Regions from separate parts of the Sus scrofa genome. Here all the other regions are linked to region 1. A link is a contact called in public HiChIP or PLAC-seq data. All regions are on one chromosome and are shown on one strand. Each heading gives the region's core, a stretch centred on a gene start, on an enhancer-like site or on the middle of the called end of the contact. The rest is flanking DNA. Distances are from core to core; before and after follow the strand shown. Region 1 overlaps GTDC1 (glycosyltransferase-like domain-containing protein 1). Region 2 overlaps GTDC1 (glycosyltransferase-like domain-containing protein 1). Region 3 has its middle 85 kb from the start of GTDC1.

Region 1 (3,433 bases), core at 628-3,127:
GCAATGAGGTCTTGCTGTGTGTAGCACAGGGAACTATATCTAATCACTCGTGGAAGATAATATGAGAAAAAGAATGTATATATGTATAACTGGGTCACTTTGCTGTACTGCAGAAGTTGACAGAACATTGTAACTCAACTATAATAAAAAATAATAAAAAAAAGTAGACAGGATGGAATAGCATGGGACAATTCAAAATACCAAGTTTCCACTTGTGTGTCTGATGAAAAAGTTGGAGAAATTCTACTTAATTCAACTGTGTAGGATGTCAGCTTTGGATTTCTTTTTAAAATACCAACTCATCAAGAGTTATGTAGACCCCCAGTGGATGACTGTGAAACGTTAACAGTACAGATGCATGTGTGGCCTAATACATTTATCCAAATGTTGCCATTTATTAGCCATAAGATTTGGGGAAATTGCTTAGCTTGTGTGAGGCTCAATTTTCTTGTCTCTTAAAATGCAACAGATAATAATGCAATGGAGTTCTTTTGTGGTGAAGTGGGTTAAGGATCTGGTGTTGTCGCTTCAGTGACTTGGATTGCTGCTGTGGCGTGGGTTTGACCCCTGGCCCAGGAACTTCCTCATGCCACAGTTGCAGATAATAATGATAATTGTTATTATTATTATTATTATTATAAAGCAGTGATATTGTGAACATGAAATTAAACCAAATGAGATAAGGTATGTAAGGAGCCTGACATAATGTCTGGTACAATGTTATGCCTCATACATTGTACAGCATTTCTTTATGTGTATTTAACACTGTACAATTTTCTCTCATCCTACATTACCTCATCTTTCAATTGAAACTCAGTAGCGATCAAGAAAGGTGGTGATAACATCTTTCTTAAACATGAGAAGGTTGAGTTTCAGAGAGTGATTAGTTCAGTATCATATGGCTATTTATGCTTAGGTTTTCTGATTCCTAGACCAGAAGCATTAGCCTTTTACCCACTTTATTTAAACTTCTAACTTCCTCATACACTTCTTTAAGTTTCTAGCTATAGGTTTAAGGGGTTAAGGGAGCCAGTGCTTTAATGGAATTCTTGATGCTTTTAAGTCTGTGTGCAAATGAAATAGCCTACTTAAAGGCTTTGGAAAATAATTTCAAATGCTAAACAAACACATGAAATTTAAATTTTAAAAAATTATTTTGTTATCACATTTATTTTCTTAATAATCACATTTTCTTTATTTTGTGGTAAATCAGAAACATCTAGAAAACCATCAGTTCCAAAAAAGAAAAGAAAAACTTCCTATAGTCATTTTTCTGTTCTAGTTACTGTATTAGCCTTGTTCAAATATTCTCTTAATGGCAAATTCTGTATTGCTCCTAAGGCTTTTGTTGAAGAATTCCTGAGAATTATAGCTCCCTATTTTTTGTTGGAGGAACTAATTTTATTAACATGTGGCAATTAAACTGACACTAGGAATTATGAGCAAATAATGTAGGGCACTGCAACATTGCAAGATTATCTTTTTTTTTTTTTTTAAGTTCACTGAAAGAAAACATTTCCAATAACTGTTAACAACTGTAGAAAATCTTGTGAAAAATTGATGGAAAGTACTCCACTCTTCTGCCATACCTGGGATTTAAAAAAGAAAGTTTGGACCACATATATACAGGATACCCCCCTCTACCTCTGTAAACTTCCTTCAATGTAAAGAGCTCAGGCAGGTGTTATTAATAAAAAATAATAATAAAAAACCCTTCTATTTTAAATAAGGATGCTAGTCTGCCAGCTTTGAAGCTCACACATACTCTCTAACTTATCCCAGCTTTTGCTCATCTGGTCTGTAAATGGCTCCTTTCATGTGGTCAGCCCACGAGTCGTGCGTAGTGCCGCTCAATCACGCCACTGTACGTCGCCATCATGAGGGTGGTTTGCATGATTTGCATTTCCTGTACTGTTTGAGCTTCAATGAGCTCCAAGCGCCACGTATGAAGAAACCACTGCCAAATAATGCAATGATTTTAGTCGAACCAGATGAGCTTGTGCTGGAGTCAGACTACCAAGTGGAGTTGGGAGGGGAAGGGGTGTTGTCAAGATTTCCTGTTAAAAAGGATTGCTCAAGATGTCCATACATGCAAGATGTGAATTTCTTAGCAAATCTGGCCATGGAATATAAGAAGGTTACTTTTAGGAAGATACGGCCGAAGTGCTGTGGTAAATAACCATATATATGTTAGTCTTAGAAAATTCAGTGTTTTATATTTTAGTGAACATCATGATGCCAATGTAATTATTTATTGTGACAATAATACATTTTGATGACATTAATTTCTAACCATACAGAGTTAAATTTAGCCAAAATTAAATTGATTATATTGATTACTTGTCCCCTTGTCCTGTGAAAGAAAGCTTATATTTTATTAAAAAGATGATCGATAAATGCTGTCGGACAACTATGACAGAAATGGCATAGTAGTGGGCCAATGAATAGCTACTAAAGTGGGGAAGGGAGGAAAAAAAAAAAAAAAAAAAAAAAAAACCTTGTACCAGATACTAGTCTTCATGAAAAACATAGACAGATGGGGAGACAGACCTATATGATGCCACAAATAGATGAATATCTTGTAAGGATTTCAAGCAAATGTTGAATGATCCAGTGAAATTTTAAAAGTTGGTTTAAAAGTATATCTTCTGCTTAAAATAGTGTTTATTCTGCTCACCTGAAACCCAACCTGTAAATTGTGCATGAAATGTTTTATCAATATTCGGCAAAAATAATATAGACTGAAACTATATAATGACAGAGGTATTAAAAAGCATCTCAGTAATATCATCACTTTAATTTTCTTAGACGTCTTGTACTCAGATATGCTATCATAATACCTGCAAGAAAAACCAGCAGTAATTCTGTTAACCATTAATTAATAATAGTCTCAAAAGTTTCCATTCTTGAATAGAGACAATTGAAGGATACTCTCTTTTCCTATATAATGTATATGTCATAAAAATGTACCTAATAACTAGCTGTGGATGCTACTCTATAGTTTAGTACCAGTTCACTTGATTATATCATACCAGTTAATCAGTGTCTATCATGTGTCCCCAACAGCAGTTTTAAAATATTCTAAAGGGGAGCTTCGAAGCTATAGGTACTTAATTGAGGAAATTACTGTGCTATTATTTATATTAAGAAAAGGTAGGAACCTTATCTGGATGAAAAAATAATGTATTATTATATGTATCATAAAATGGTTTTGCAGGTTGCATCTATCTTGCAGTCATCTATGCCTGAAGACATTCTTGTGTGATGAGGATTGGAGTGTTAAAGGCTCCTCTTTACTTTTTAATTCCTTTTTATACTTTACTTGCTAATTTCCACTTTTAACACTAATCTTACATTGGTATATGACTTAATCCTTATCTAATGTTCAGTTTGGCACTTTCAGATTGTTAGTAGATTATCTGCCATGAAAAAT
Region 2 (3,433 bases), core at 539-3,038, 240 kb after region 1:
ATTACTGATATGCAGCTATTAATCTTGAAGGCAAATAGCAGTATTTGGTGGTGTGGGCAAATCACTTAACTGGAACCACATGAAAAAGAATTTCAGTTTTTTGTTTTGTTTTGTTTTAATGCTTTGAGGAAGATTGCACCAGAGGAAAATAACTGCAAATAAAAAATGGAAAAATAGCTACAAAAAGGAAGGTTGGTAAAATGACTAAGCAAAGCAGTAGGTTCTGTTGCCTCCAACCTGCTGCATCAATTGTATCAGTAAACAGATTAAGAAATCCCACATTCCTGTTTCTCAAACTGACCCAGCAACGAGAGGAAGAAAATACAGAAAAGTGAGTGCAATGCCTGGTGGCTCAGGGTGCCCCTCAAAGGTCATCGCTCTAATTTCAGTGTTAGAAATTGAGGGCACAGAACTAGGGGTTGGTATTGGTCACAGAGTGAGCTTTGGCTTCTGAACAATTCTCTACCCTCGGTGAAGAATTTAAGACGTCATGGAGTTGAACTGGTGTATTAAATCCCAGGCACACGGTAGAGATTGTTTTGTGATCATAATGAATTAAGAGTAAAGGCATCAATGCATACATCTCTCCTTTTTCCTCTAGAGCCCAGAGGCATAGGGTACCTGGTGGTCTCTGGTGCTGGCAGCTATGTTCCCTGGTTTTCAATCGGCTTGGCTTTTCTCCTAGATTTTTGTAATAGCAGGCCGGGCGGGGGAAAAAGTAATCTACAAAATTGCAAATTGCAAAACAAAATATGCAAGTGCGTGTGTACGTGCGCACGCGCGCCCTATAGTATTTCACTGAAGATAATGAATTGCTACACTTTAAGCACTAAATATTAAAACTTAAAAATGTGTAAGTAATGAGGTTTTAGGAAGCAAAATGTACTCGGAGTATATATAGCACTTTTTTTTTTTTTTTTTTTTCCAAGAGGTTCCCCAGACCTCTGGGCGCGTCAGCAAACTGTCCTCCTACACGAGGAGCGAGCAGCTGCGATTTGGCCCCAGGCACCACCTACCCAAAGTCACTACCTAATGTATTTTACATTCGCACCGATGATAAAGAGGGAGAGGTGGGTTTAAAAAAAAAAAAAAAAAAAAAAAGAGAAGGTACCTTCCCCTCACCCCCAACATTCTGTGCTCCCTTTTGTCCCTGCCATCAGCTGACACGTGGAAAATGTGGTGTACGGTTTTGCTTGCCTTTAATCTGTAATTAAGGATTCCTTGTTCGGGGCTGGCTACCTCTTTGGTCTTCCCTCCCTGCCTCTCGGGTCTTCCGCCCTTGGTCGGGTCTGGCCCCGAGCCGCAAGCTGGGGACTCCGGTGGCCCGGCTGGGCCGCAGGGAGGGGTCGGTAGCGAGGTGCTCGGGCCCGGACGGAAGGAGCGCTCGCCTACCCGAAAGCGCGCGCCCGGGAACCCGACCCACTCGCCCCGAGCCTCCGACGAGCCTGCGCCCAGCGTCGGGTTAGAGGTGCCGGAGCCTGCGAGAGCCGGAGAGTCTGAGAGCGGTTCCGGGGCTTGCGGGCGCTCACCGCGCGTCTTCTCCCCGGGGCCGATGTGCCCCAGCTCCCGTCCGCGGCGGCGCTAGCCCTCGATGCCCTGCTCGGTCCCGTCCAAAGCGCCTGGAGGTAGTTCTACACCTCTTCCGGCGCAAAAAAAAGGGACGGAGGGGGGACGTCGAGGTCACAAAGTCGAGACCTAACCACTTCTGCGGCGCTGAGCTGGAGGAACCACGAGGCCGCAGGGCCAAGACAGCTCCGCGCCACCGCCGCGCTCCCGCTCACACTCGCGCGGACTCCCGGGCAGAGCCTCGCCTGCACGCGCACGCCAGCGCGCGCACAGCCCGACACGCGCACACTGTCACGCACCCTCACGGACACGCACCCCGCACGCGCGCACAGACACTCACATGCTGACACACGCACACGTGGCGGGAGGCCCAGTGCTTCCCCGGCTCCTTGGTGCCAGGCTTAACTGGTCCCCCTCCGCACCTCCGAGAAGGCGGCGCTGCCCCGGCGGGCAGAATTCTTCTCTATTCTTCTTAAGTGTTTTATTGAACTTGGTTTTGAGTCCGACAGGCTCAGTGCTCCGTGAGAGAATCCAATGAAGATGCACTAAGCAAAACCAAAAAAGTAATTTCCCTCCTCCTGTCCTTTAAAAAAAAAAAAAAAATTTAAGCCAAAACGGAGAATGGAGTGGGGTTGGGCACGGGGACGCCCCCCACCCCCGTAGGGATTCTGACTATTAATTTTAAAATACTCCCCTATGACTGCTTACTCAGCCCTGTTATTTCAGTCCCACCCGCTAGTCCTAGGACGCTTTCCTTTTCACTTCTTACCTGTGCTTTGGAGTGAAAACTGTTTCTCCTGATCTCCAATTGGTTATTTCGTTATTTCCGAGGCAGAAGGGGGTGAGGGACAGATGAGTTAAGCGGTGTTTGGGTGGGAGAAAATTTAGTTCTATCACACTGATTTCCAAAAAACTTGGGGAAACGTTTAATAGCATATTGAGGATTCGATATTTTTTAAAGCGTCCTCCTCCTTTCCCGTGTTACTATTTATCATCAGGTATTTATTTGCGTGTACACATTTAAAATTGTCTGTGAATGAGAAAAATGCCCCTTGTTCTGGATTTCACCAGCGCCTTTTGTGTTTCTGCCCATCTAGGTGTAGCATGCTTTCCTCTCTCCCACCCATCGCTAAACGGTGTCTTCAGTGATCAAACATAAGAAACCTTAGCCTGGAGTGGTGGTGACCATTGCTGGTCATCTGTTGCTCAAGATTTTATCTCCTCTGGTTGGGAATTGTCCTCAAATTGTAGAGTTGAAGATACAGGTTGGTTGATAGTTTAAAATGTGAGAAGAGCTCTCAGGAAGTAAACGTAGGTAGGGGAGTATGGCCCATGTCAGCTGCCCTTGGAAGGCAGGACAAGAACCCTTGGCTAGTGCATTGAAAAGAGACTGTAAACAATGATAATCAGGGCTTTCAAAAATCATATAACAGATTGAAATATCTGATTCATTATTTATTCATCACAGCACAACTTTGCAAATCTGAGAATAGTATTTGAAAACCCAGTGCCTGCTATTTTGTCCGTCAACTCAGCAAATGGGTCCCCCTTCCAAAAATGTGGCCAAAGGGTTAAAGCTGTAATTTTAGAAAGGAATTTCAGGAAAGGATATTAAGATCTGATATATTTCCTTTTCTTTTTGGCAATAATACCCTCCAAAGAAAAAAGGATATACTTATTAATATAATGATAATAGCTCTGCTTCTGAGTACAAGTATCAACTGATTTCTGTTTGTGAAAGTGTTTTTAAAACTGCGAGTACACTTTCACTACTATGAAAGCTGATGAGCCAATGAAGGAAACTTCTTTTAACTCCATAATAACAGTTACATAGTAAATGAACAGTGATGGTCAAATAGCCAATTAC
Region 3 (3,433 bases), core at 540-3,039, 170 kb before region 1:
AGAGGGGCAGAAGCTTGCCGTGTATTTATTTCATCCACTGTCCTTTTGACCCTTTTCCACAGTGTCCTTTCTTCCCTCCTGGGTTTTGAGGAAAGTCTCCCTTTGATAACCTATTCCTAGAGTTAAGTCCACAGAGAGTTCTTGAAAAGGAACACAATCATTTCAGTACTTAGATATTTCCCAGCATGTAATTTTTAGGGGGCTGGGATTGTCTCAAGATTCATCCTCAAAGGGACCCTTTGTTTCCTGGTGGGCGTGATCCTAGGGTTACTGAAAGAGGAAGGAATGCTTGACAATTATCAGTCCAATGAGAGGCCTCAGAGCATGAGAACTGAGGAGGCTGTTCTGTGTGATTCTAGATAGGCAGTGTCTCCGCTGCTCTGAGCAGATAATCCAGGGTGATAATGAAGTAGTCACAAGGGTAAACCTTTGTAACAAGGCTCTGCTCACAATTCGAACCTTCTCGTTAGCCCTTTTGCATATTATACACAGAGACTTTTAAATCAAGAGATAGCCTTGTCTATCAGATGAATCGGCCCATACGGGGAACTTCTTTCGTAACTTGACAGAGACTCAGGAGGGGAAGCTGCTGGAGATGAAAACTGATGATCCACATAGCAGGAAAAGGTTTATAGCTTATGATTATTGTTTTCCTTTGGCTAATTTTAATTCTGATGAATACTAAGTTTTCTTTGGTACTTTTTGTTCCTTAAGTCTTTTTTTTTTTTTTCTGTTACATTGTTCAGCCAAGTATTTCTTAAGTCTCTGTGAAAACAACACCACGTATTTCTTAAGCCCATGTAAACAAACATTTCCATGAAGACGGGCTTGAAAAATATATGTAGATGGCAACCTGAAGGCCATTCCTACTGTAAACATGAAAAGACTTGACAGATTGATAGGTAAATAGATAGGTAGCATGCTAAAATGATGTTACTTAAAATGAATTAGAATGATGTTAACTCTTGCCATCCTGTTTAGTTACTTTCTGCTCCTCTAAATAGTCTAAATAGGTGGAATGCCTTGATATATTCTCTCTTTTTTGGCTTATTAAGATCAGGGTTTGTTAAAGTATTTTTAAAAATTTTATTTTATTGAAGTATACTTGGTTTTTACAATGTTCTTGGATGGAAGGACGCATGTCCAAATTCTTTTCAAACAGGTCATTTGTAAGTGTTTACTGATTGCCAGTCAACACCAGTCGTTGTGTTAGACAGCAGGAATAGATGTGAAATAATAAATATGGAAGCTCATGTGCAAACAGATTGTTACAGGGGCAACAGAGAGGCAGGTGTTCTGATCCTCCTGTGAGACCTCTGCCCAGGGGAGCTAGGAAAGGCTTCAGAGAAAAGAGGCTGTTTGAATTTGGCATTGAAGAGCCTATAGGAGTTTAACAAGTTGAGAAGAGAAGATAATGCTGGAAGGTACGGGAGTGTGAAGAGCTGCTGTAGGAACCATTTTCCTCAAGGGTTCAGCTATAATAAACTCCTTCTATGGGACCAAGTTGGACTTCATATTTGAACCAGAAAACAAGAAATCCACACTGTAATAGATTAAATTATGTCTACTCTCCTCAGTACTAATTACCTATTTTTCACAGTTGCTAATGAAGAACTCCACAAGGTAGCAGTATTTGGGCATGAGCTTTGTTGCTGGTGAACAACCTCCTTGCCTTATCGGGGGAAGGGGAGAGAAAGTCACTTCAAATTGCCTTCTGCCCACTATGGATAAATATGGCTGGAACGTAACCGGGAAAGTGATGCAAGCACCTGATTGATGGGTCATCTCCCACTTAGAGTCTGACCTTTCACCCAAAACAACACCATCTAGTGACTTCCAGATGTGGATGCTTGACCATTAGTAAGCAGTCAAGACCGAAACCTATTTCCTCTAAGTTATGAATAAATCGGTGACTTATAAGGATATCATCTCAGTATGACAAACACTGAGAGAAATTTGAGGAAATAAGCATTTTAATGAAGCTCTTTTTCTATTCCTCCTTCCTGAAAACCATATTTTAGAGTTAGCCTTCCTAACAGGAAATAGAATAGCTTGACAAAAGGAACCACACTGTATATCTAAACTGGCAGCATATTTGTATGGTGTGGTGTGATACGTATGTTCGCCGCCCTTTACTGGTTAAACTGTATTTCATTATCATCTCCTTATTTTCCACTTCTAATTCTAGCAGACCCATTTCCTATAAACAGGTCAGCTCTCTAACAGTTTTGAGCCTAAAAATTCTTTTTAACTGCTTAATCCCAACTTCATTAAGCAGTGTTTCCCCTCATTCTTAATTGTAGCTCCTCGGGCACACACATAACAGGTCTATTGCCATAAATGGGGGAAAATTAATTTATCACCAATTCCAACTGCATTGTGCATATGGATATTTATGCCATCTGTGGTTTTAAAAACTGCTAGGATTAGGACTATTTGATATTATTGTAATGAATCCGTGGATTTGATCATTATAGTAGTACAACATAATGATACCACACAATGCAAGAATCCTTGCAAATCATCAAGTTAATGCTTTAAATTCATTTTATTTAAAAATTGTTATACTTTGTTTAATTTAAAGAGTAGATGTTTTCGGTATTTTAGATTTGGGGATATTGTTTTTGTTTCTTGTGTTATTTTGTCATTTTGGCTTAACCTTTGTAAAGTTTAACATTCTCTATTATTGGTTCAAACCCCCTGAGTCTCTGTAGGTGTGGTAGTGTTCCAGAATGCTGAATCATAGGATGTGGATACTGAATAATTTTAAATAATGGCTACCAGTGAAAATGACATTACCATATCCAGATGTCTCCCACACTGTCCAAAGTCCAAGATAAAGCATCACATTGTCATTGACTTCTCTTTCCTTCTCTTCTCCTCCCCACTCAACACTTTCCCTTACCCTCTCCTTTCTCCCCTCCCCCCTTTATTCCTCCTTTTTTCTCTCTCTCCCTCCTCCTCTACCTCCACCCTCTCCCCCTCCTTCTCCTCCTTCTCTATTTCTTCCTCTTCTCATTCTTCAGTATGGACTAAAATTGAACCAACTACCTTATTTTGTCAGGGCGTTATTATTCTTTTGCATCTGAAAACTTCAACTAGAAAAAGGTATGATTGGATTTCCTTTACATGGTATGGAAAGCCCTAGGAAATAAGCTTTTGAGAAAACCAGGCTTCATATGTGTTGTGCTTAATAAACCAACAGCATCACAGGACCTTGAAAGACTACCATTAAACTAAAAGTTCTGTGTTCTCAAATTGAAAAATGAATCTGACAGGAAATATTCTGGGGATTTAGGAATCCATACCCTAAAGAATTCTCTTACATTGAAAGAATAAAAGCAATACCTATGGTTGAAACAAATATTTGAGTAGTAAGAGCACTCAAGACCTGAAACTTATTAAATAAAAAACATTAATTTTGTAATCATGA

Evidence for each region. HiChIP or PLAC-seq counts read pairs in DNA pulled down with a chosen protein or histone mark.
Region 2: a contact with region 1 is called in an H3K27ac HiChIP or PLAC-seq map of alveolar macrophages. The contact joins two enhancer-like sites. A contact is called at or near these places in 1 of 47 Hi-C or Micro-C datasets (embryonic fibroblasts) and 2 of 2 datasets of contacts at active chromatin or transcription factors (alveolar macrophages and skeletal muscle).
Region 3: a contact with region 1 is called in an H3K27ac HiChIP or PLAC-seq map of alveolar macrophages. The contact joins two enhancer-like sites. A contact is called at or near these places in 2 of 2 datasets of contacts at active chromatin or transcription factors (alveolar macrophages and skeletal muscle).

Annotation. Positions count from the first base shown.
Region 1 is chr15:7,812,829-7,816,261 of Sscrofa11.1, forward strand. The region is part of intron 5 of GTDC1 (glycosyltransferase-like domain-containing protein 1); the gene reads left to right. Among named protein-coding and RNA genes, the nearest start is that of GTDC1, 85 kb to the left of the region's middle. Within about 2 kb of position 1,878, at least 5 of the 83 cell types and tissues checked have an H3K27ac peak or open chromatin away from gene starts, as enhancers often do. A contact at or near this core is called in alveolar macrophages, where this site is marked.
Region 2 is chr15:8,057,238-8,060,670 of Sscrofa11.1, forward strand. All of the region lies in intron 12 of GTDC1 (glycosyltransferase-like domain-containing protein 1), which reads left to right. Among named protein-coding and RNA genes, the nearest start is that of GTDC1, 330 kb to the left of the region's middle. Within about 2 kb of position 1,789, at least 62 of the 83 cell types and tissues checked have an H3K27ac peak or open chromatin away from gene starts, as enhancers often do. A contact at or near this core is called in alveolar macrophages, where this site is marked.
Region 3 is chr15:7,642,427-7,645,859 of Sscrofa11.1, forward strand. No RefSeq gene overlaps it. Among named protein-coding and RNA genes, the nearest start is that of GTDC1, 85 kb to the right of the region's middle. Within about 2 kb of position 1,790, at least 9 of the 83 cell types and tissues checked have an H3K27ac peak or open chromatin away from gene starts, as enhancers often do. A contact at or near this core is called in alveolar macrophages, where this site is marked.